7 separate regions of the Mus musculus genome follow, and regions 2, 3, 4, 5, 6 and 7 are each linked to region 1. The links are chromatin contacts, called in public HiChIP or PLAC-seq and promoter capture Hi-C maps. All regions are on one chromosome and are shown on one strand. Each heading gives the region's core, a stretch centred on a gene start, on an enhancer-like site or on the middle of the called end of the contact. The rest is flanking DNA. Distances are from core to core; before and after follow the strand shown.

The links. Promoter capture Hi-C pulls out the DNA fragments that hold promoters and counts their contacts. HiChIP or PLAC-seq counts read pairs in DNA pulled down with a chosen protein or histone mark.
Region 2: a promoter capture Hi-C map of liver shows a contact between it and region 1, with 3 times the contacts expected there. The contact joins the enhancer-like site here to the promoter of Rps3 in region 1. A contact is called at or near these places in 4 of 39 promoter capture datasets (hippocampal neurons, liver and pre-B cells), 2 of 484 Hi-C or Micro-C datasets (double positive thymocytes and neutrophils) and 2 of 9 other capture datasets (adipose tissue and macrophages).
Region 3: a promoter capture Hi-C map of liver shows a contact between it and region 1, with 4 times the contacts expected there. The contact joins the promoter of Emsy here to the promoter of Rps3 in region 1. A contact is called at or near these places in 3 of 39 promoter capture datasets (liver and pre-B cells), 3 of 484 Hi-C or Micro-C datasets (CD4 T cells, liver and neutrophils), 2 of 115 datasets of contacts at active chromatin or transcription factors (bone marrow-derived macrophages and large pre-B cells) and 1 of 9 other capture datasets (adipose tissue).
Region 4: a promoter capture Hi-C map of liver shows a contact between it and region 1. The contact joins the promoter of Thap12 here to the promoter of Rps3 in region 1. A contact is called at or near these places in 6 of 39 promoter capture datasets (the C10 cell line, erythroid cells, liver and 2 more), 2 of 484 Hi-C or Micro-C datasets (CD8 T cells and liver), 4 of 115 datasets of contacts at active chromatin or transcription factors (bone marrow-derived macrophages, embryonic stem cells, large pre-B cells and 1 more) and 2 of 9 other capture datasets (adipose tissue and liver).
Region 5: a promoter capture Hi-C map of liver shows a contact between it and region 1, with 4 times the contacts expected there. The contact joins the promoter of Pgm2l1 here to the promoter of Rps3 in region 1. A contact is called at or near these places in 4 of 39 promoter capture datasets (hippocampal neurons, liver and pre-B cells), 1 of 484 Hi-C or Micro-C datasets (embryonic stem cells), 1 of 115 datasets of contacts at active chromatin or transcription factors (astrocytes) and 1 of 9 other capture datasets (liver).
Region 6: a contact with region 1 is called in a promoter capture Hi-C map of liver, with 5 times the contacts expected there. The contact joins the promoter of Lipt2 here to the promoter of Rps3 in region 1. A contact is called at or near these places in 5 of 39 promoter capture datasets (the C10 cell line, hippocampal neurons, liver and 2 more) and 1 of 9 other capture datasets (macrophages).
Region 7: a contact with region 1 is called in an H3K4me3 HiChIP or PLAC-seq map of embryonic stem cells, with 9 read pairs. The contact joins the promoter of Wnt11 here to the promoter of Rps3 in region 1. A contact is called at or near these places in 1 of 39 promoter capture datasets (liver) and 2 of 115 datasets of contacts at active chromatin or transcription factors (embryonic midbrain and embryonic stem cells).

The regions. Positions count from the first base shown.
Region 1 is chr7:99,481,877-99,485,306 of GRCm38.p6, reverse strand. It overlaps Rps3 (ribosomal protein S3), which reads left to right and starts at 1,598. Exons shown (of 7, transcript NM_012052.2): 1 at 1,598-1,715; 2 at 2,607-2,737; 3 at 2,953-3,046. The coding sequence starts at 1,686. Snord15a (small nucleolar RNA, C/D box 15A) reads left to right here and starts at 2,375; the gene lies at 2,375-2,522.
Region 2 is chr7:100,354,882-100,358,311 of GRCm38.p6, reverse strand. Ppme1 (protein phosphatase methylesterase 1) reads left to right here. Exons shown (of 14, transcript NM_028292.2): 2 at 2,951-3,044. Among named protein-coding and RNA genes, the nearest start is that of Ppme1, 15 kb to the left of the region's middle. Within about 2 kb of position 1,816, at least 15 of the 459 cell types and tissues checked have an H3K27ac peak or open chromatin away from gene starts, as enhancers often do. A contact at or near this core is called in liver, where this site is marked.
Region 3 is chr7:98,654,669-98,658,098 of GRCm38.p6, reverse strand. Emsy (EMSY, BRCA2-interacting transcriptional repressor) reads left to right here and starts at 1,530. Exons shown (of 20, transcript NM_172280.2): 1 at 1,530-1,625; 2 at 3,247-3,355. The coding sequence starts at 3,286.
Region 4 is chr7:98,701,564-98,704,993 of GRCm38.p6, reverse strand. Thap12 (THAP domain containing 12) reads right to left here and starts at 1,747. Exons shown (of 5, transcript NM_028410.2): 1 at 1,516-1,747. The coding sequence starts at 1,604. It overlaps Gm15506 (predicted gene 15506), which reads left to right and starts at 2,066. Exons shown (of 1, transcript NR_144495.1): 1 at 2,066-3,430. It also overlaps the pseudogene LOC108167485.
Region 5 is chr7:100,225,910-100,229,339 of GRCm38.p6, reverse strand. It overlaps Pgm2l1 (phosphoglucomutase 2-like 1), which reads right to left and starts at 1,733. Exons shown (of 14, transcript NM_027629.3): 1 at 1,306-1,733. The coding sequence starts at 1,416. It overlaps Gm34877 (a long non-coding RNA gene), which reads left to right and starts at 1,935. Exons shown (of 3, transcript XR_869834.3): 1 at 1,935-2,210.
Region 6 is chr7:100,157,541-100,160,970 of GRCm38.p6, reverse strand. It overlaps Lipt2 (lipoyl(octanoyl) transferase 2 (putative)), which reads right to left and starts at 1,694. Exons shown (of 2, transcript NM_026010.2): 1 at 1,224-1,694; 2 at 40-797. The coding sequence starts at 1,689. The coding sequence ends at 568. Gm51452 (a long non-coding RNA gene) reads left to right here and starts at 795. Exons shown (of 2, transcript XR_003946658.1): 1 at 795-876; 2 at 2,840-3,430.
Region 7 is chr7:98,837,308-98,840,737 of GRCm38.p6, reverse strand. Wnt11 (wingless-type MMTV integration site family, member 11) reads right to left here and starts at 1,893. Exons shown (of 5, transcript NM_009519.2): 1 at 1,548-1,893. The coding sequence starts at 1,630.

The sequences.
Region 1 (3,430 bases), core at 349-2,848:
TGCATATCTGTGTAAGGGTATCAGAGCACCTGAAACTGGAGTCACAGTTGTAAGCTGCCATGTAGGACTGGGAGTTGAACATGGGTCTTCTGGTAGGCAAGCCAGTGTTTCTAACCACTGAGCCATCTCTCCAGCCCTGAGTCATGATTTTAGTGTGAGAGGCATCATTGAATTTTCTGAGCACGGCCATCAGGGTAGCTGGCACAGGTCTTCAGATACAAGGAGATAGTTATAAGAAGGCAGCCATGGCTGTGGTGCACTAGAAATGGAGAAACAGCTTCATCAGGTGACAGACCAGTCTGACTCTGTCCCATGATTAGAAGCCATCTTGTTACAAGGTCAAAATAAGTTCATTCCTGTTTTCTGTAACACTTGGGTTTGATCCTGTCGTCAACCCATTTTCTGGAATTTGACATGTTCCATACTCCATTATACCCTGACTTCCACCCTGATAAGATGTTCTGCCAAGTTCCTGTGTAGCCAACATTCCCCTGGAAATCTCTCTTCCCTTGGAAACCACCTAGTCTTAGAAATTTTGAGTTATATAAATTCCACTTCTATGTTTGATGCTATTCTTTAAAACTCCACTTTAGGGAGATAGCCCTGTCTGATAGAAAATAAAACTTGCTTAATTTGTCTAAAAGAGTTTAAGTAATAGTTTTTACTTTTGTTCCGTGGGATTAATACAGGGTGAAACAGACTCCCGTGTTTCCAGTGTGAAGTGAGCCACACACTGCAGTACAAGTTATATCAGCAGGTTCTGCCTCTGGGCAATGAACTTTTGCTTGTGTGGACATCAGGGTCTGTGTGAAGGGAAGGTCCTATGGCCTAGATTTATACTATTCAACAGTCTGTCCCCGAAGCCCTGGTGCTTTATTATTTTGACAAGCCCCTGCTGCTGGTATTCCACCCTGCTGCGAGTCAAAAAAGTTCCTGTCTCGGAAAAACAAAACAAAACAAAACAACCAAAAAATAAAATTTTTTTTTCCCACAGGTTCTAGTGGAGGTGCTCACTACCAGAAATCCTACAAATAAGCCCATCTCATGGATCAGGGTTTACCTTTGTAATAATATTAAATCTGTGTGCATGTGCGCACGCATGTGTTTTATGCTTGCATATATGTATACGCAGCCATGGTTTTCTACTGTCCCACTCACTCTGTAACTTACTGAGCCATCCAGCTGGTCCTCTAAATACATTTCAATGAAAGTTTTCATTAGCGTGAACGTGAAGGTGGTAAAATCTGTTAGTGTGTGCTTATGCCTGTGGTTTGCACCTCTAGTCTGAAGGTTGCTCTTTTCAAATTTTTTATTTATTTACGTTTTTACTTTTGAGTCAGAAACTCATAAAGGCCAAGCTGGCCTCGAATTCGCTATGTAGTCAATGATGACCTTAAACTTGTGACCCTCTACTTCGTTAGTGCTGGAACCCCAAGCTTGCTGAGTACAGAGCACTTTCAGACCGGAACTAGATGTCTACTTCCTGTTCCGCCTACATTACAGGTTGCTAGGTTACACCCCCCCTACGCCGTTTTAGACGCAAAACTTCATTTCCCATGCAAAACTTCATTTCCCATGAACACTTGCAAGGGTCGCCGCGCTGCGCGGCGTCATTGCTCCCGCCCTATATACCTACTTCCGCCCGCGAGCCACTTCCTTTCCTTTCAGCGGCGCGCGGCTGCAAGATGGCGGTGCAGATTTCCAAGAAGAGGAAGGTAAGCGTCTGGGCCCGGTTCGGGAGTCCGCCGCGGGTTCTACAAGTGCCAGGGAGGCCTGTGGCTCCGTGATCAGTCCTGTGGAGCGTCTGGGGCCGCCTGCCGTCTCTTCGAGCCTCGGATGGCCGTAGATTGTGTATTGGGCCGGAGCCGGGCGAGTGCTGTGTGCCTGGGCAAGGGAGGGACAAACTCCTCGAGTTCTGGACCGACTCGAACACCGGGCGCCTCCAGTTCCGGACTAGACACCTTTGAGCGTTTCTTGGTCTCCATAATAGTAATCCTGTGGCACAGTTAGAGGGCGTGTGCCATCAGATCTAGTCCAGTTTCTTTAGTAAGTGAAGTTTAGCAGTCCCTTCTCTTAGTCGCGTGATCCTGCAAGTGGCCATAGTTGAAAGCCTACTTACTGACTGCTGCCGTGTTCACTCGGGACCCGGAGCTGCAGCGTCCCTGTGGTTATCATTTCATGGGGGAAAAGTGTGCAGGTTGCCAGGTTTAGAAATAGATGGTCTGTCGTTTGTGCTTATGCACACAGATGATAAACCTGTTTTGAGTCAGGATTCCTCTCCTATCCGAGGTACAACTTACAGTCCCAGCTGTACATGTGCTACTTGGAGACAGATTTTTCTTTGTCTCTTGGGTGTAGATTATGCCGTAGAGCCCTTCGATGAAGAGGTGATGACGAGTCTGAGTAGGAAGTGTTGTCTTTGTCCAAGATGCCTCACTATGCTGCGTTCTGTGGCACAGCTGAAAGCACTGTGGTCAAAAGAAACTTCCTAAAGATGACCAAGAGGCATTTGTCTGAGAAGGGTTGCTGCTTTTCTGTAGGGCCATTGGGCTTGCTCTGACTAACCCTGTCTTCACCTCAGAGGTAACTTGTTTCCTTTGGTTCAGTTTGTAGCTGATGGCATCTTCAAAGCTGAGCTGAATGAATTTCTCACTCGGGAGCTGGCTGAAGATGGCTACTCTGGAGTTGAAGTCCGAGTTACACCAACCAGGACAGAAATCATTATTTTAGCCACCAGGTAGAAATACCATTGATTGTCACCTGTAAATACTGTGTGTACTGAGATGCTGTGTAAACTTGGGCCAACCAAGCAGTAAATCTGGCCTCAGTGGGTGTAACTGCTTTGTTAGAACTGCATTTGGGAAGAACTTACCTTCCATTTAACGTGTGTGCTGGCGTTGTGGTGGGCGGCAGGTGGGATCTTGAGTAAATGGTTGCGCTTCCCCTCTACAGGACACAGAATGTTCTTGGGGAGAAGGGTCGTCGGATCAGAGAGTTGACCGCAGTTGTCCAGAAGCGCTTTGGCTTCCCTGAAGGCAGCGTAGAGGTGAGTTCCTCTGCTTTATCTCCCGGGGGTTTTAGACTGAGTTGGGATGTGGCTTCTGCTATAGAATTGTACTTCTGAAAACCTGACATGGCCAGTGACAGTCACAGGTACTTGATGCTCTGCCAAAATTTCCTTAAAAGCAGAGCGATTGCCATGCATGGCGGGGGCCCATATTCTTGTCCTGGCACGCAGAAGGCAGGATGACGGCGGGGCAGAGCTAGTCAGGGCTGCTGTAGTGAGACCCTGTCTTAAACCACAAACAGTATGATATTCTGGTGGTCGAATGTAGAAATAATGCATGGGTGACTGGCTATCCTTAGTGTGGTTGTGAGGAACCAGAGTAGAAGGGCGATTCAGCCTTCATCGCTGCCTTGTGTGGGTAGT
Region 2 (3,430 bases), core at 567-3,066, 870 kb before region 1:
TACAGAGCTGCTGGTTACCACCAAGATAAAGAGTACCACCATTGTACCCTTAGAGATATCTTGCCATTCTGGTCATTGCTGTGGCTCATGTGTCACAAATGGGTACAACTAATGGTTGCTTCCCTCTCTTGGAAGATTGCATGGCACCTTATAGTTCTGTGTGAGCTAGTCCTCAAGGGAGACTTTCAGGCCAGATCCAGCTCAGAGTCTTAATGTCCAAAGTGTATGCATGGTGCCTTTCAGCAACAGGGACTTAACTCTGTCTTCTGAGAGACAGCCAAGGACAACAGCAATAGCTTATACTGCTTTGGCAGTCTCTGGGACTTCCCTGACCAACAACTCAAAAAGAGACTTCAGATCTGGGATTAGTTTTTATTAGATAATCTATGGCTCTTGTAGGGAACATTGTCAGCCCAAATGGGAAAACTTCATTCAACCTATATATGTATTTGACTCATTATGGCCTTTTTAGACATCCTTACTGTTATTTTATTACCCCCTCCTCATTCTCTCCTTTTCTTCCTTCAAATCATTTCTGTCTTGCTATCTCTAGTGTGTCCTCCCATGGCTTCTTTTTACTTCCCTGGTTTCTATTGCTGTTCTATGTGGCATACCCACATCTGAAGAGTTAGAGCTAAGAGCCTCAGATGAGAAAGAACATACCACATTTCTCTTTCTGAGTGTTGGTTACCTCATTCTATATATTTTTTAGTTCCATCCACTTACCTGCAAATTTCATTATTTACATTATTTCATTTTTTCTTTATGGCTGAATAGTATTCCACTATGTATATGTATGTACGTGCACACACACACACACACACACACACACACACACACACATTTTCAGTATCCATTTGTCAGTTAAAGGGCAAAGCTTCCATTTCCTAGCTATTATGAATAGAACAGCAATGACGATGTTTGGTCCTTAGCATATGCCAATGATTCATAGCTGGGTTATACGGTAGATTTATTTTTATCTTTTTTAGTGTTCTCCATACTGATTTCTAAAATAGCTTATAGATGTTCAGTAACCCCAGCATCTGTGGGAAGATTGTTCTGTGCTCCCCACCCCGAATTACCATTATTCCTGTTTGAACCAGATCTTGTTGGTTTGTGGACTGAGTTGGTCCTACTCCTTACTTGTGTACTATAGGCTTCATTACTAGAGTTGTATAGTGTTGCATTTTCTTTTACTGGAAACCTTACTAGGTTCAAGTAAGGGGGATTGTGTTTATTAGCCTCCAAGCCATTTAATAGTAGTAATGATGGATATATACTGAGATACCAAGCTAAGTGCTGTATTTACATTGGCTCATTTCGTAGTGTCAACAGATGTTAATTATTGATGTGTCAGGTTCTGTTAATACATGGGGAATGTTCTTGCTCTCAGTGTTCTCACAGTAGTGCCAAGTTAGGTGAACTAAAATATAGAACTAAAATATTTTTAGAAAACATAGAGCAAGCTAGTCTGAGAGTAATGAGTAGTGAGAGGGCTACTTTAATCTTCATGCCAGCCTGGATAAAATTGACAGTGCAGCCCCGTCAGACATGGAGAGGCTCGGTTTGTAGAAATTAAATACTGTGTTTAAAGTCACACAAAAAACACAGAATTGGGTTATAAAAATAAACTTATTAGGTAGAAAATTACTGGTGGTTTAACAACTATTTTTTAAAAATATATTGCCTTGTGATTTTCTTTTTCTCTTTCCTCTAGAAATAATTGTTTGGGGTCAAAGTTCAGGTGTTCTTAATTCAGTTGCAAATGGGTTTCTAAGCGGAGCTGTATTGGACCTGCATGTGTGGTCCAGAGTGTGTGTGCATATGCTCGAAAACCGCAGTGTCCACAACCCTTGTTAGATTCTAAGCCTGGTCTGCGATCACAGTGAAGGCTCCGTGAGTTAGGCAGAAGCCAGATTTGCTTTGTTCCTCTCTGCCAAAGGCAGAGTAGGAAATAGAAACTGTATATCCATTTTGTTGGGCTTAAGGTGAATTTCATTTTGACATAAAATGATTTTGTATGCACTGACCTATCAAAGTGGTTCTTATTTTAAAGTAAGACTTAACTCACCTTTAGAATTGATTCCAATTCTGTCTGATATTCCTCATATTGTTAACACCCCTGAGTTTTGTTGATTACCTTTTCAAAGGTCAATTCTTTCTTCTTAAGTCCATTGCCAATCAAGGTTGTTATAAAAGTATTTTCACTGCTGTGCAAACAGTTCTTCAGATGCATTCCTGAAAGCTCCAGACACTGCTATCATGACTGCCTTCTGAGAACACAGGCTTTGGCTGATTAGGAAATGAAAAGGAACACGAAAAAGTTTGAGATTGATGTGAAAAAATAATATTGACTAAGGATAATTACAATAAGAGTAAACTAAGGACGGGCAGTGGTGGCGCACGCCTTTAATCCCAGCACTTGGGAGGCAGAGGCAGGTGGATTTCTTGAGTTCGAGGCCAGCCTGGTCTACAAAGTGAGTGCCAGGACAGCCAAGCCTACACCGAGAAACCCTGTCTCGAAAAACCAAAAAAAAAAAAAAAAGAGTAAACTAATGTGTATAGATAATCAGAATTTATCCATAATGAAAATACATTAATTACTTCATTGTATAAATTTTGTTTGGTTTGGTTTTTTGAGATAAGATCTTGCTATATAGCCCTGGCTGTCCTGGAACTGTACACCTCTGAACAGCAGGCTGGCCTTGAACTCAGAGATCCATCTGCCTTTTCCTCCAAAGTTTTGGAATTAAAGGCATGCACTATCATGCCTGTCAATTGTATAAAATCTTAATGTTTACTCTTAAATCTCTTTGGACCTATTTTAATACTGTATATTGTGCTTTGTGAACTCTTTGTGTCTTTATGAGAAAGCACTCTTGCTATTTTCATTTCAGATTTACAGTTATCTATTGACCAAGATTTTACCTTCTTTCCTTCCTCTCCTTAGCCCTGGACGGAAGCGGGACTTTACCCCTGTCCCATGGAGTCAGTACTTTGAGTCAATGGAAGATGTGGAAGTGGAGAATGAAACTGGCAAGGATATATCCTCTCAAAGAGGCTTCACAGCATAAGGACGGGGACTAAGTCAGACGTGGGGAGCTCCTGAACATTCTCCTTGTCCCCACCAGTCCCTTACATGGTCTGGAATGTGACCTTCAAGCCTTTGGCAGAATCTATCTTGGCTGCAGTTCTCTGACACATGGGAAAGGATTGGGATTAAATTCCTGAAAGTAATACTCTGAGTCCAACAAAGTCAAGTGACTTAGTTTCTAGAAACCAAGTTCTGAGTCCTCTTCAGGGAAAAGGAAATATTTATTTTTCATTGAAAAGAAGGCATATACTGACAAGCAGGCTTCAAAACAGTGTTGATATCTCAGAAACATCTAAAGTTTCTTTGGAAGTCTGCAGTTTTCATATAAGTTGTTAT
Region 3 (3,430 bases), core at 281-2,780, 830 kb after region 1:
CAAAACCTCCTATTAAAACTTAATTTACCAGTGAGGTGGTGGTGGTGTACACCTTTGATTCCTGTCTCGAGAAGACTTAATTTACTACCTTGCAAGGTATTCTTAAGAAACTGACCTCAAAATAGGGTGCAATAAGAAGGCCAGGAGAGCTGTATAGGAAATGGTCCTTTTTATTTCTGACTAACCTACAGCTCCATTCAGGAGCAGGAGTAGACTCATATGCAGTGGTTCACAATTTACTTAAAAACTTCTTCTTTTTTCTTGTTTTGGTCTCGGTGTCTCTTGCAGTCCAGTCTGACCCTGCATTCCTCATCTTCTTCCACTTCTACAGTGCTGAGATTATAAATGTAATTCATAATGAACTAGGAAAAGAACTTTCATTCACGTTGTGTATCTTAATATTCCCACAGGGTAGTTTTTCTCGTGTGTCCATCCTAACATCCCTTAGTGCTAGGAATCCGATTCAGGTCTCCAGGTCTTGCACATACTTGACAAGCAATCTGCCATTGAGCTAGATGTCCTCCCAGTGGTTACCCTAGTTTTCACGGGAATCTGCTAACAGAAGGATGCACACTAACAATTCCTCAAGATTTGCACTTTCATTGCATCCGATGCTACCAGAGTTCTTTATTTAGAGGGAGGACACAACAAAATTCGATGGGATTTATAATACTAGAAATTAACTTTGAGTTCTTGGATCAGAGAAACAATATATTGGGTCCCTATCGATCTGTAAAATAGGGGCACAAGGCCTCCACAACATTGTGTGGTTAAGAACAAAGGCTGATGGTGAACCTACCATGTCGTAGTGCCTCAAGTAAGTCCCTTCTTCCCTTTGTCAGATTTTGCACGAGATATCACTACCTCTCCTACTTCGTACATGGCGTAACTCCAAGCTGAGACCGCTCGGATTCCTTTCCTCCACTTGCAACTCCTAACACCGAGAAAGGTGTACGGGCCACTGTGAGGTCTTCTCTCTCCGTAGTGGATAACCTTTCTTGAGTTGTCGTTTGGGTGGCTGGAAGACGCTGATGACTACTCCCAAGCGTCTACGGAACCAGATCTTAATCCTCAACTGGGCATCAGGGACCAAGCTGTGTTCTTTTCATCCCAACCCTCGCTAGAGTGAAAAGGTCGAAGCTCAGCTCCAATTACAGACGCCATCTTGACCGCTACGTGTGACGCCACACGTACAGCCGAAAGAGCAGCTGATTGGCTGGGAAAGACCGGAGGATAGGCGCGCGAAGCTGGAGACTGGAGGGTAATGTAGAAGCCGAAAGGAACTACACTCCCAGACTTCCTTGCGCATGTGACCAGCAAGCAGCAAGAGAAAGAGGAGCGAGGTTGGACTCGGACTACAACTCCCACTAGGACCCGCGTTGTCCGCCCTTTCCTTTCAAAAGGCAGAGGAAAAGGGACAGGAAGAATGGAGGCTTTTGAGTGCTCGTTTCTCAAAAGGCGGGAAAGGCGAACTACACCTCCCGGCGAGCCGCGCGCGCCTGCGCCTGCGCTCTGGTATCTGTCGCCATCTTGCCCCTTCTGAGGCACCGCAAACAAACCTAATTCCTGGTGTCCCCTAGTCTTGGCGGAGGAGCCTTTTAGATGAGCCCCGAAAGGCCGGGCAGGTGGGTGTCTCTCAGGCAGGGTCCTGGGAAAAGCTGGCAGGCTATCCAGGGTAGGGGAGCGCTTGGCCAGGCACGGGGAGCCCGGCTTGGGTCGGTCAGCCCCATCCTCCGTTGTTTCCTAACGGGATCGCGGGGCTCCCTCAAGTGGACTGAGGGCGACTCCGGCATGCCTGGTGATGGGACGCCGGAGGTCGAGGTCTAGGAGCCCCGAGGCGACTCCGGGTTGTCTGACTGTCTGTCCGTGCCCCCGCTTTTTCTCCGTTGTCGTCTCCGCTGAGGAGTGCGCGAGGCGCGGACGCTGGCCAGGGTTCCCAAGACTGGCTGCTGGCCGCGGGGGCGCGGGCTTGACATTGGAACCCGCTCGGAGCCGCGCGGGCGAGGAGCCGGGCGGGCTGCTCTTGTTGTGGTGCTGTGAGCGAGTGCGTGTTTAGAGAGGGGGCGGGGCGGGCTGCCTGCTGACACTTGAGCGGGGGACGGAGTCGGTGCGACCCCGGTGCCGGGAGCACGCTCCGGCTTCTGCTGCCCGGCTTTCCTTTGCTGTGCGGCCCCGCCGTGCGTTTCCCTGGAGGGGATGCTTTGGGATGCCGTGACGTGGTACCCGATTCGGGCGGTCGCCGGCCGCCTCCGAGATTCTACCGGGAGGCGGGGACTGGCTTGGGGAGCGAGCGGATTCCTTTGGCTCTGCCCCTTCCTCCTCTCCACCCCCTTTCTTTATGTCATCCTGCCAGCTGGGGCGCGCCATCCAGTTTGGCTCGCTCAGAGTTGGTTCTGAGCTCAGAGGACTATGGGAAGTAGGGGGAAGGGGGCTCCACTTGAGGCCAAGAGTTGGAGTTAGCAACCCAGAGCCTGGAACGCAGTTGAAGAGTCATATCGGTTTAGTGTTTGACTCTTAGGCTGGCTCATTCATTCATTCTACTCTGCTGCTGACCATCCATTTATCAGTTTAACAGATGTTAAGGAAGATCTACTGAGTTCTCAACCTGTAGTGTAGTTTTGTTTGACCAAGGAATTCACAGTGCGAAATTCTAGGCTTTTAAACTTTTGGTAACTGGTCGAAATGACTCTTTTTTTACTGCCAAAACTTGAGAAAAGAGTTATTGAGTTTCATTTATCCAAATGACATGCTCCACCGTTTGCTTATTTTATCTCCTAACTTATTATTAAGGAAACTGGCAGAGGTCAAATCACTTGTCCAAGGTTGCACAGGTGGTAGAGTCTGTTTGGCAAGTCATATGCCAGCCACTATGACAGAACTTGGCTTGCCCTGTTTTCTAAATAATACTTGAAACAAACTTGGGATTACTTTTTTTTTTTTTTTTTTTAAAATAAAGGCATACAAATTGGGTTCAGAGAGGCCAATTCACAAGGATGAAACAACTAATTATGTTGTAAAGCTGGAACTGGAACCAAGAAGTGTTTGACTTTAAAACCTGTTCTTTCCCCTGTTAGTATGAGCTGGGTCATTGTGCTCTCAAATGGTGTTTTTTTTCCTTTGTCAGGAGCTGGAGTGTGGAGATGAAAATGGTATGAGTTATCTTTTCAATCTTAGTTTGTAGCCAGTCGAAGGCTTTCTATATCCTTGCGTATACATTGGTAATGTGATTTGTTTTTCCTCTGATAGGGAGGACAAGCTCTTTGGGGCTACCAGACAGAAGCAGCAATGCCTGTTGTGTGGCCAACCCTTTTGGATCTCAGCAGGGATGAATGCAAACGGATTCTTCGAAAATTGGGTATGCTTTTTGTTGTTTTTGTTCTAAGCCGGGTTCTCACTCCATAGCCCAGGCTGTCTTCAGAATCATGTCGGT
Region 4 (3,430 bases), core at 498-2,997, 780 kb after region 1:
ATCTTTACTTCCCTACAACTAACAAGCAGCCAAAAATCCTGTTAAGAACTCTTGCAGCTCTAAACTCTCCCACTTCACTCAGGATAACCACCAGAATATCTTCCATGGACAACAATTTCCTAAACAATTTCCGTCTCCCATATAAACCTCATCAGCAAGCATGCCTTGACTTCACTCTTACTGTTTCCAGATGCTTTTCCAACATATTGCACAGCTCTCCCCTTCCCCAATTCAATTTTTTTTTGTTGTTGTTCAGATTCATTATGGTGAGACTTTTTTCTGTTATGTTTAAAATAGAAACTGTGCCTCCGTTTTTTATACTTTTTTTTTTAAACGGGTTCATGAGACAAGACTCACACTACAGCCCTAACTGGCCTGGAACTTACTCTAACCCAGGCCTGCTTCAAATCTCAATTCTCCCTGCCTCCTCAGCGCTGGGATAACAGACAATGTCCACTGCTCAGCTCCCTGGCTATGCTTTTTTCTTTAATCTGCTCTGGTATATGCACGAGCGTTTTGCACTTTGAGCATACCTGGTACACAGGAAGGCCAGAAGAGGTTGTGTAATCCCCTGGAACTGAAGTCACCTAATGTGGGTATAGAACCCAGGCCTTCTGCGAGTATAAGTGCTCTTCAGCATTGAGCTATCTTTCCACCTGTTCCCTAGCTAAAAGCCCTTCCAACCCCTGCTGTATTTTTCTTCAGGATATTTTTCATTATTGGACACGGTATTATAAATATTTTACTTGCCAATTTCCCAAGACTTGAATGTAACCTCTGAGAAGAGGGATTTTCATTGGTTCATGTTACCCACTCTCATACTCTGACCAATTTCTACCAACTGTCGGCTTTCAATAAATATTTGCTCAATTAATATCATGCTATATTCAGCGCTCGTTGATAGATCTGCTCTCTCTCTCTGTGGATTAGGTGCTTTCTGCCGTCCGTGACAAAATTCACTCGAGTCTCCAGCACCTGACATGAGTACTTCAAACATGGTTAAGCACTGATTTTTAAACGAATGAGCCAACAGGAGAGCTCTGAGAACTACCTGCAGTCTATCACACTAAGTCCCTATGATTCTCAGACTACGTCCCAGATTATAAACTACCCCAAGGAAAAGTGAAGTTGCAATACCATATTCCCACGCCCTCACACTTGTCCTCTGTGGTCCCAACAACCAAGGGAGACAATGAGTAACGGTCGGCATTTGAACACTGGGTTGACAAGTCCGAAGGAGGCAGTTGTGACCTGATTTAAGATCAAAGAAAGCGGCTCGCCTCCAAACAGAAACACTGTCCTAGAAGAGACCAGTGACGCGGGGGAAGGCAGGGCCCCTGGGAACACAGCCCTGGAGAAGGGTTACTTCTTTGACAGCTAAGGAACCGCGTCGGACCACCAAAGGCGCTAAGCGCCCACTTCATCCGCCTTCGCGCCCCCGGGTGGCACCCACTGGGCCGGGTGCCCGCGAGCGCACGTGCGCGCAAGTCCCTGAAGCTTCCGCGCCCCACTCACCTGGCCGGGTCCCGCGGGAACCTGAAGAAGGCCAGGTCAGACTGCGTGCTCTTCCGTGTGCAGTTGGGGGCAGCGCAGAAGTTCGGCATGGTCGTCCGGCCGCCGGCCGGTCCAGCCCTCCCCTCCCCGCCTCGTCAGGGCAGCGCGGCCGCCCCGCGGGGCCGGGGAGGGGAGCTGGGCCGGCCGGCCGGCTCCGCAAGGCCGCGCGCGGAGGAGGGGCTGGCGCGCGAAGCCGCGAGGGGCAGGAGGGGCGCGCGGGCCGAGGCTGGGCTGGGGCCGCGGCTCCACAGTGCTGTGTGCGGCCGGGAGGATTTACCGCCGCCGCCGCCGCTGCTGCACCTCCAGCCCGCCCGGGACGCTACCGCCTCCTTCCCACAATGCACCCTGGCGCTGGAGGGTGCCCTCTCTTCCCTCAGCTATCCGCCCCCGCCCTCTTCGCAGGCGACCGTCCCTGCGGGCGGGCATGCGCACTCGAGAGGGTCGGGCCAGCTGCGTAGTCTCAATGCACATGCGCACAACCCAACCCGCGCAAGGAAGGAATTGCGCATGCGCTGTAGTCTCCCCGGGACTGGCGAGCGCAACCCCGGGTTATTCGGGTAGGTTTGCTGTGTGCGGGTTCCTGCAGATCCAGGGCAAGCTAGAACGTTACTTCACGGCTGCGTCTGCCCGGCTTGTGTAAAAGTTGTCACGGTTCATGCGTCCATTGCGTGAGTCACCGTAGACTCTTAAAGGCAACAGATTCGGGATGACCCTTGCGATTGCTTTGAAACAACTCGCGGGTTGAACGCAAACATGAGTTGTAGAGGATTTAATTTTTAACCCGTTTTGCCTTCCGGTTACTCTGTGACCGAATTAGTGCTAGATTGCTAGCCGCACACCTTGACTAGACGCTAGGGTAAAAGCTCAGAAAAGCAGTAACTTCCTTGGTGGTTTCCAGAGAGGCAGGAATAGTGCAATGATTAGGCCAGCAGCACCCTAGAGATTTTTACCTCAGGCTTCTCACAGTCCTGGCCTGATAACGTTCCTGTATGGTTTTGTTTCAAAATGAGTGGCCGCTATTTAGAACAAAGTATCAAATTTTGCGTAAAATCGAACACGTCTGCAAGTAAGACCCACCACTTTTGAAAGAAGCGTATGGGGGTGAAGTGGTGTCGAGGGCTTGAGTATTTGACTGGCACAAAAGGTTTAAAGAAGGGTGGGAAAATGTCTGAGATGATCCATGAAGTAGTCGTCCAGTCACCCACAGAACGGATGCAAATATCCAAAAGGTCACGGACTTTGTGTGAACAAGCAGTTAACAGTGAGAAGGATGGCTGAAGAAATTACATTTAGAGAAAGAAACCATTAGATTCATTCTGAAAGGAAACCTGAACACGAGAAAAACGTCTGTCAAAGCTATAGCAAGTATTTTGAAGGATCAGCCTGAACTTGGGGAAATTTGAGTGTCCATCTGGTCATTCAAAGGAAATTAAGAACGCTAGTTTATAGGTGAGGGAAAAGAGGACAAGTTCTGAGATGTGGAGTTAGCTGCAGCAGAGTGCTGATGAGGAAATGGCTCTGCCTGTGTAGAATCCCAGAAGTCGGGCCCCTGCCAGCCACCTTCTGCAGGGAGCATGCTCAGAGAGTAGGAGATCTGACGACTGCTACGGTATCAGACATGGAGATGCAGCGTTTGGAGTTTGCCCAGCTGGTTTCCTGTCTTGCTATTGGGATTACAATAAAGTGATTGGATGAATCTCAGAAGAGACTTTGAACTTTTTTTTAAAAGATTTTATTTATTTATTTTATGTATATGAGTACGCTGTAGCTGTCTTCAGACACACCAGAAGAGGGCATTGGATCCCATTACAGATGGTTGTGAGCCACCATGTGGTTGCTGGGAATTGAACTCAGGACCTCTGGAAGAGCAGTCAGA
Region 5 (3,430 bases), core at 484-2,983, 740 kb before region 1:
ATCTGTTAGCACTTTCGGGTCTGAGAAACATTGGTTCAGACTCTAGAAGAAGGATTAGAACATCTGAGAAATATATGACCCAGTAACACCAAATACTTTATTGTAATTGCTTATTTGTTGGACTTCCTTATCTACGAACTAAAGGCTTGCTGACGGCAAGAACTCTTTCTATCTTTCTCACCACCAGCATTTCCTGTCTGGCCTAGAACACTCAGTATTTAGTTGGGTTTTTTTGTTTGTTTGTTTTGTTTTGTTTCCCTTCTTAAATGCATAGATACCTGGAAAAAAATGAAAATAAACTTTTTCAGAAAGCTAATTAAGTAGTTCTTTTGTATAACAAAATCTCACATACCTCCATACAAACCCCTTAATTCAGTTTTAAATGTGCTGCCTTTTTTGTTTTAGCAGCTGTATCATATGCACTTGAGAAAACAAACACTGGGATTATCATCCCACCCTCTGAAAAAGCCTCCAAGAGCCTCGTTTACAAGTGAAAAGGATGCATTTTAATTCTAGCTTTCACCAACCCACCCTATATACCTGCACAAGGGGAGGGAGAGAGAAGAAACGATGGCATCAGCAATTCTGAAATTCCTAAGCAATTCCTAAATATCTGATCAGAATCTGCCTTTTAAGATTTGAGAATGGTGCAAATTCTATCAGTACAACTAGACTATTCTAGATGTCCATGACAATTTTTTGAACAGGATACTTCCAATAAATAACTGCCGGCAGAGGAATGAAATAAGAGGAGAACCCTTGTCACATTTAATAGCAAAAGGTGATACCAGAAAATAAGAGTGAAATAGACTAGCGAATACCTAGCCAGCGATTACCTAGTGACAGAGGGTGGAAACACAGCAGAGCAACATAGTGAGTGGTTAGTAACGTTCAAGAACCAGAAGCCACTTTCTGGTTCTGCAGAGAAGGAAGTCAAAGGAGAAAGAGGAAAGGTGATGGATGCATAGTACACAGAGGATAACTTACAACGATGAGAATGAGGACGAAGTATTTTGACCATGAGAGATGATACTCACTGGAAGGGAAGGGGCAGCAAGGGAGGAAGCGGGACTGCGGTGTAGCCTACCACAAAAGAAAGAGACTGCAGTCGTCCCTGCCCAGCCCAGCCCGCCGGGGAAAGCAGCCCCTGCATAGGTGAGAGGCATCGCCCAACTCCACTAGCCCTGCGCTGGCTGGAGCCATCTCCCCTGGAGCCTCCAGAGCCCTGGGTGGGTACCGGAAAGGGTGGACTGTGCGAGGGTGAGCAGAAAGAGGGGACAGATGCCGGGGTGACCAGGTACCCACCTTGTCCCAACGCAGCCACTGCCCGATGGCCGTGTCTAGCTGGGGGTCCCCAGTGAGGTAGGGGGCGTGGAGCAGGTTAGAGTTCAGGTCATCATCTGCGTTCTCAGCCATGGTAGACACACGGGTTTGCGGGCCCGAGGGGCGGGCGAAGACACTGAGTCAGGGGGGCTCTAGGTGCGCTCACCAGGGTCCAGAAACCCCCTCCTTGACGAAGGGCATCGGAGACCAACCGCGAGCTGTTCAGTCCGCGCCAGCTCCTGCCGCAGCTCCAGCGAACCCGGAGAGAGGGCGGAGACAGGACAGCCGCCTCCCAGCAGACTAGCTCCGGATCTCAGCTCGAACTGACTGAGGCGGGCGTGAGGCGAGAGAACAACAACAGTCCCAGATGTCTGGGTCGCCGCCTTCGCCCGCGCCGCCTTAGGCCCCGCCCCCGCGCCGCCCGCGCCGCCCCCGCCCGCCCCGGCCCGTCCGAGTGCCCGAGGCATGAGGCGCGAGCCCGGGAGCGCGCGCCCCGCACCTCCGCTGCAGCGTTTGCTGTCCGCTGAGGCGACAGTGCACAGCTGGCTTTGTTTTTTTAATGCCGTTCCTCAGCTGTCTTTCCCTTATCACCCGCCCCGCACTCGCACGTGCGCCTCCACCTGGTGTCCCCGTCGTCTCAAGCAGCCCGCCTCTGCACTCACTAGGAGAGTCCCCGGCGCGCGCAGGCCCCACCCTCTTCGCCTCAGGGCTTGGTCTCGCTTGGGAGCCCAAAGTGGCGCGCGTGACGCCTCACGGGAGTTGTAGTTTTCCCCGGTTCCCCGAGTTCTGTACACCCGTTGCCTTTCCCTTCCCTCGGAGAGAAAAAGCACCACCTGTTCCCTGACGCTTCTTACTTATGTTGTGCAGTGGTGGTCTCCTGCTTTAAGGTAAAAAAGGAATGACGTAAGGAACAACGGTATCTATTTGTACTTGAAAGTTTACGAGTCGTTTTTTGTCATTTCATTCATCCTGTGTGGTAGGTTGTATGTATATTCCTTTCCCACTTTACACAGAAGGAACTGAAAGGCAAACCGAATTTTCTGAGCAGTAGCGTTCCTGAGAAATGAATGCGGGTTTCAGTCTGTTATGTTACCTCAGCTGGCAGTTGTTTTTGTTCAGTTGTAGCCGCGGAATAGAGGTAGAGAGAATATAATGTCTGGAAAATAGATAAGAAGGTTGTCAGATGATGGGTCAGCATTTAACCCTATTTTAAGAATGTACAAACATCATAAAATTCATGAACAAGTAGGAATACAGAGGAAAAAAGAAATGAACACCTTCACTTTCTTTCTTCTATAAATGTGCGCCTTTCAGGTCTCATTACTTGAGGCCAGAGAAATACTGAAGTCTTGTATATGGACCACTCTGCTTTCTCTGTTTTTGAGACAGGGTCTCCTCTATGGCTTTGGCTAGCCTTGAACATAATATACGCCAGGCTGAAATTGAACTCTTGAGTGCTGGAATTCCAGGTGTGCACCACCACACTGTGCCAAATACCTTCTTGGTGTGACTTGACCAAGTATATTAAAACTCTTCCTCATCAGCCTTTTGCTCTTGTAAGGATTATATAATATTTATAGCATGACAGTACAGTAATTGAAGAAATAGTTTTAGAGTGTTTTGAGGCTCAAAGATAAAAGACATAATAAATCCAAAGTATTCCTTTTATTTTTTAAAGACATCATTTGTTCTAATAAAATCCAAACTACTAGCATAAAATAATTGTATTGAGAGATTCTGAAAAATAATATATGTCATTGTAAGGGGTTGCAGTGTTTGCCTTAAAAATCAACAAAACAAGAATTATGCTAGGAGCTGATATTAGAAGAATATAAACAATTCCCTTCAAGAAGTAAAATCTAGGGCTGGAGTGATGCTTCAGCTGTTAAAGCTAGGGTCACAACCAAAATCCCCAGAAATAAAATCTGGAGAGATAGGATATGTGCAAGAATGTTTAGTCCACGATGAAGAGCTTGCTGCAAATAGTGGAAATGAAACCATCAAGCAGGAGGACCTGCACTGGGATTTCAAGAACAGGAAATAAGCCAACTGAGAAAAAAGGAGAGGGCATTTCAAATCCATTAGTGAGTGATTCTCAAGTCCACTA
Region 6 (3,430 bases), core at 445-2,944, 680 kb before region 1:
AGCAAAAATAGGTAAATTATCAAACTTGAGACATTCAACCCAGAAAGGCAAAACTATTTTATTTTATTTTTTTGAAGAGGCTTTCTCCTTTACTGAAGAAAGACCCAGGTCTCCTGAGAAGAGTAACTTTATCACTTCCCTGGGCCTCACAGAGATTTGGTTCCCACAGAACTCAAAAAACCTAAGAGTCAAAACTGCTGTTAGATACAACTGATACAATTGCTGTTAGCACTGAAAAAGTAGCAAGTAATTAGGAAATGGCAGTTGATAATAACACTGGAGTGTCTCCATTAACAGGTGTTAATGGTCATGGGGATGCTTTAGGTAGCCTGTGACTTTTCATAGTATTTTCATAATGTCGTCTGAGGTAGGTGAGGAGATACAGGGAGCAATTGCTCAGGGCCTGTCATGGTCAGTGAATCAGAGTAGTTCTGGGGACTCAGTCAGACTAGCAATTGCTCAGGGCCTGTCATGGTCAGTGAATCAGAGTAGTTCTGGGGACTCAGTCAGACTAGAAGCTTTCTATTGTAGAACCATCATCCCAAGGATAAGGTGAATGAATGTCCTTCAGCTGGGGCTGTCCTCAGAGATTAACGTGCACTTGAAAGTCTCCTTGAATGCCACAAGGAATGATGGCATTACTTCATCCACAGTGACAAGTCTTTGAAGCGCCTCACTCAGGGAAGTGACTCCAGTTCCAACCAGTCCACAAGGCACAATGTGCTCAAACCATGTGAGGTCGGTTGAACAGTTCAGAGCCAAGCCGTGGGACGTGATGTGTCTTCCACAGCGGACTCCTGCAAGACAAGCCAAAATATCTTAGCATAGTTATACTTCCCTTCTTTGGGAGCCTCAGGATCCCTCTGGGGCTGAAAGGTAAGGAGGCCTGGGCACAATCCCTTGAAACTTGGATGGAACACTGACTGGATCTGGGGGCTAAGTCAATGGCGGTGGGGGCTGTGGTTACACATCAGCTGCCCTTATTTTCGAGATTCGTTTAACACAAGAATTGCGTTTGCATTGGAAGTTTTAAATTTTGGCATCCTGTCTCCCGTTATGAGTCACAGGAAGAAACCTGGCAATTCATACTGAACTAGAGGACTCTTTTGTCTCAGCTCCATGAGGGAGGTCAGTGGCTCATGCCCAGAGTTCATGTCCAGCCCAGCGCTCCCCGATGTTAGCCCTGCCCAGGCTCCGCCCCGGTCCCGCCCCGGCGCGCTCACCGATCGCGCAGATCTTGCGCTCCCCCAGCCAGACGCCAGTGTAGGGCGGCGGCCGCGCGCGGGCGCCCTGCAGGCCCCGAAGTTCGCACAGTCGCACGGCGCACGCCTCCAGCGCCGCCACGTGGGTGCGCAGGCGCAGGCCTAGGAGCCGCAAGTCAAGCACCGGGTGGCAGAGCAACTGGCCCGGGCCGTGGAAAGTGGCCAGGCCGCCGCGGCCGGTGGCGCGCACCTCGGCGCCCAAGGCCCTCAGCCGCGTAGTCTCCTCGGGTGTCAGGCCACCGCGTAGCCCGCCCGTGTATACGGGCCCCGCTGGCTCGCAGACCAAGAGCACACCCGCTTTGGTCCCCGACAGGGTCCCAGGGCGAGGGTCTGCCTGTAGCCGCCGTAGCCAATGCTCCTGCAACGCCAGCAGCTCCGAGTAGTGCACCCGACCAAGCCAAACGAGCCGGACCACAGGCAGCGACATCGCGCGGGAGGCGGCGTGCGTGGGCCACGCCTTCTGGCGGGTCTCGGGGCGGGGACTCTGGGCCACGCCCCTGAGCTTCAGCCCGAGTGGAGCTTCAGTTCCCGCCTACCTGTGTGACCCGAAGTCCAGGCAGGATTGGTCTTAACCACCCATTCATTCCAATAATCATTTTTTAGTATGTTCTGTGTTCTGCAGGAACTTGGACCGTGCAGTGTAGAGTATTTGAGAAACGAAGATCCAACCCTGGAAGCTTAGGTGTTCACAGCTGACAAGCTAATATTAAAGTTTTTTTTTTTGACAATATTCAGAAATTGTCTTTCTGTTTCACCATGTAAATTCTTTTTTTTAATTTAATTAATTTATTTATTACGTATTTTCCTCAATGATGGAAAGAAAAACAGAATTCAGTAATATGTTGAGTTCCTCGAAAACTGAAAGGGAGACTAGTGTGCAAAGAGGTTTATTGTGGATCGGTGTGGGACGTAGCAGGTACTTCAAGATATATAAGACTTGAAAGAAACAGGATTAGGCAGAAGCTGTAGTTGAGCAGAGAAATAGTTGCATTAGATTCTTTCCTTAGCTATCCCCCAGGAATGCTCCGAGTCTGGCCTGACCCATTAGAATTATTCTAGATTAAAGCAAATGGGACATCCTACATAGATGGGTCACAAAAACAAGCTACTCCTGGGAAGGCACCGTTACCTTTGTAGGAGTTGCTTCCATTATGAAGCCCTGATCTCTGAAGGGAGCTCCAGCTTGAGTCATCATACAACCCAGTCCCAGAAGCCGAGGGAAGGACAGGGGACGGGAAGCCAGAATATCAAGATTAATTGTGATTAATTGGCCCAGAAACCCTTCCTGACCTGAGCTTTATACAACAGAGAATGTGCCAGAAAAGTCCCCAGAACTACAATTTGGAGAGGTAGATGTCTTATCAAAGTCTTATAAAGGGTCCTGAGCCCTCAGTCCCCAAGGCTTTTACTTAGCCCACTAGCTCACGCCCATTCTTGGGAGTGTTTTTCTTTTTTTAATAACCAGCCCCTGTTTCTAACCACACTGTGTGTCTCTGGTGTGGTATTCTAACCTGGGACATAATCTCAGATCTGCACTGACCACTAATTTTTTCCCCTTTTCTTTATTTCCTTTTCAGATATCGGCCTAAAGCCTGAGCCTACATCGTTGCACTGTGGACTTTCTCACTCTCTGAACCCCTCCACCTCTGCCATGCAGGTTCTCCCCTCCCTCCTCCATCACAGAAGATCCTCCTGCCTCTGCCTCCTACGTGCTGGGATGGACTTTGACTGTTAATAGCTCCAGTAACACTGAGTGTGGGTGGGCCAGGAAGCAGAAAGAGGAAGAACAGAATACCAACCAGAGTGAGGCTCAATGCCAAGAATTAATAAGGCGGACAGACTGGCATGGGCAAACATATATAATAGCAGGTTTCAGAGCGGATGACAAAAGTTATTGTGAGTCATCAACATGGGGATGTGGTTTAAAAAATAAACATTGAGATAGCTCCAGGCTCTGGGAGAAGAAGAGACATTGGGAAACCCTGTTCCAGAGCACCTAAATCTTATTAATAATTCCGTGTAGGGTGGGGAAAGTAACTGCAGCGATTTGGTTCCTGCACAAGATGAACTCAGTGTTCCTGCTGAATACTTGTCCTGGTGTGAAGCAGAATAAGGAGGAAAGCCAGGGATCTGGGTACATCTTCTGTTCCGTCACTGTGTGTTTGCAC
Region 7 (3,430 bases), core at 644-3,143, 640 kb after region 1:
TCTGCCCGTCAAGTCCTCCCTGGGGGATGTCTTGAGTGCAGACTCTGAGCTGTGCCCATGTGTGTCAAGGCTTAGACGTAGTAGAGCAAAACTGGGTGTTGCTCTCAGCCGGCCTCGTACCCCACCCCATCCCCAGCACACGCCAGCTTGGGACTGTGTGTGTCACATGAATCCTTAGAACCTCAGGACGCCCTTTGTAGGGCAGATAAAGAGAGATGAGAGTTGTGTCCCCAGGACTCTATAAACAAAACAAGTCACCCAAGCTTGGTGCTAGGCCATGAAGGCCCCTGTAGCTCTCAGCAACCCCTTCCTTCTCTTCACCTCATCCCCTGGTCTGTAAAGCAATGGCTGAAGGGGCTTCTCTCACTGACTTGTGCCCAGCCCAATAAGCAAGAGTGCCTGACAGCAGCAGGAGGAGGTTCGAAGGAGCCTGGCCCAGGACAGACCCCCTTTCTTGTAAACCAGAAGTACAAGAAGATGGGATTTCCCTCCCGAATTATTTAATCAAGAACTCAGCACCAGAAAAGGCTGGACCAGGAACCTCCAGTTTTCCAGAGGTTCAGTGTGTTGCAGTAATTCCTTCTTCAAAGCGAATTCCTGGACCGACCCTCTTCAGTGCCCATAATCTATCAATCCCTTGTTTGATCTGCAGGCTCCCTAACCATGACCTGAGCAAGGCAGACACATTCCTGTTCTTGACTCTCCCACTCCGGGCACTGTACTCTGAGAGTGTCCTCCATATCTCCTACCTGCCAAACTCCTCACTTGTGCAGCCAAAAGTGGCAGCCTCTAGAAAATCTCTGTAACCCTCATGGGTGACCCAACCAGGCTGCCCTCCTCCGAGCCCCGGAGCCTCCACTCTTACAACCCCTGGAAAGTTATTTACAGCCCGGGCTTATCTCTCCCAGCCCAGGGACAGATCCTTCAGGAAGGGGCTGCCTTTCCCCATATCCCACTCCTTTCACACTGCCTACGGCAGCCACCACAGGAGGAACTAGCACTGCACGAGGAAACCAGGAAAATTGCCCCCAGCGACCATTTATCCTTCCAGGACATCCCTTAGCTTCGGACCTTCAGCAGCTCTTTAGGGAGTCTCCAATCAGATCCCAAGGAGCCGGTACTAACTATCCTTCTGACAGACCGAGTACTCGGAGGCCCCAGAAGGTGACACTTCCCCCAAGGTCCCCAGGTGGAAGGGGTCAAAACTCTCTTAGCAGACCTCCTGGAGGCTGACAGGCCATGATCCCGAACTGGACCCTGTGTCCTGAACTGAGCAGACTCTCTCTGAGTTGTGCCACTTGGAGAGGATGTTTCCCTAGTCCCTCACTGGCCTTTGAGCAACCCTGGCCTGGATGAGAAAATCCGCTCACCCACTTCGCAAGCCCGCGGAGGGTAAGAACAGCATATCACAGAAGAAGTCGCCGAGCTAAGAACGGCTCGCCCACGACGCCCAAGCCAACTTAGCCTCGCAGATTTTGGTGGGCTCACCCAACCTCTCCAGCTTCTCGCCCAATGGCCCATTGGAGTGAAAACGGAGTCCTACTTACAGCCACTTGATGCCATAGCACACGCCGGTGTGGAGCGCCAAGGCAAAGAGCAGAGCCTCGCAGACCTGCGGCCGCGCCCTCATCGTCGCGCGCGCCCGGCGCTCCCGGGGGTCGCACCCTGCAGGAGCCGCACCGAACTCCGCCGCCTGCAGGCCACCGCTGCTGTTCCTGCGCGCACGCCGCCTGCAATCACGGAGAACAGGGCGGCGGGTTAAGGCGGCGCGCGGGCTGGGAGGCGTTTTATTCAAATTACAAAGGAGGGGTCGGGCCGGGGAGGCTGAGCGAGGAAGGAGTCCGCTCTCTCCCCGAACCGCCCGAGACCCGCCGGCGTCAGGCTCGGATTAGGTGAGACCCTAGCGCGGCCGAGGGCGTGTCGCCCAGGGCAGATCAGGGTTGAGCGGCCCAGGAAGGACAGGGTGAAGCAGATAGGAGGTTCTCGGGAGACCCAGCAGAGAGTCTGGAGAGGACCGCAAGGAGGAGACCCCACCACCAGCAGCAGCGCGAAAACCAACTGACGTAGCGACCGCAAGGAGAGGAACTGATCCGGAATATGATTTAGGCTCCTATACTAATCCACGATATCGATTATTAGTTATTGCAGCTTTAATGAGTCTACAGTTTATTCATCTGCGAATGGGGTGATCTGAGCAGAATTCTCCTTTTACAGAGAACAGTCTCCCAGTGTAGCCAGCCATCTTTACTCCTCTCAGACCTGTGATGGGTATTGTCACTCCATCCATCTCAGATGAGGAAACCGAGGCCCAGAGATGTGGAAACATCTGTTCAGTTAGTTGTTAGGCTGTTCAGTTAGTGAGCACCCGTCTGGTGCTGGGCTGTTGAGCTATTTTGTCTACCTGTGCCGGGTAAGCTAAGGGCAGGGAGAACACAGAAGACGGTGCTATTTCTGGGCACCTACTTTCCAGTAAGGGAAGGGGAAACTGCAAAAATGGGGTGGAGGTGGGTGCTCTTTACACACTGAGGCATCTCCAGCGCCTGAAGAGCTACTTCAGACTTGCCACTTCAGTGCCTCGGTCCGGACGAGGCAGCGCCAAAGCTCCCTAGCAGAGCAGGGAAGCTCCAGGCCTGCAAGAGGTTGATTCTGGGACCGCCAGGCGGCGAGCTAGGGCCGCGGAGGAGCCGCCACCCCGCCCGCTTGCAGCCTGCGGAGCTGCTTTCTGAGGCTTGACTCCCTTCTCATCATTCTCACCTCATTAACTCCCTTCCAGGCTTCTCCCAAATTTACCAACACCTGGCATTCGCCCCGAGTCATACACAGCCCCTCTCCTCTCTGGAGCAGCAAGGACAAAGGGATTCCTTCCAAAAGGGTCTACAGAGTCTGAGGAAGGAGGTGCCAGACTTGGGGGGGGGGGGGTCTCTGGAACAGGGAAGAGCGGTTCTCATCTGGCTCTGTGAGTTTGGGCAATTCCTCAACCACCCCAGCCTAAGTTTTCCCTTTTATTAAAAAGCAAAGACCTGGACTCCAGCTTTCTGATCTTCGTCTGATCTTCTCTCTGTATCCGCTATTATTATACATACCTGTGTAGCCTATGCACGCCTGTGTGTTTCAAATGTACAGGCTTGAACACACACACACACACACACACACACACACACACACGTTTGAAACGTCATAGTTTTCTGGGGCCTTCTGGCAGAATCCAGAGGAATTCAAGCAGAAAACCTTGAATTACCCCCCCCCCTTCACAGAGTCCCCCAAGTCTGAAATGCTTGGCACAAACACGACTCCAAGCTGGGGTCTCAACGGGATTTTTGGTGCAGTCCGAATCTTCCTCTTACCTCTTCCGTATCCAGATCTTTCCCTCCCTGTTGGAAGTTTGCACACTTCCCCCAAATCAGAAAAATGTCTGCAGGATCAGATCGCA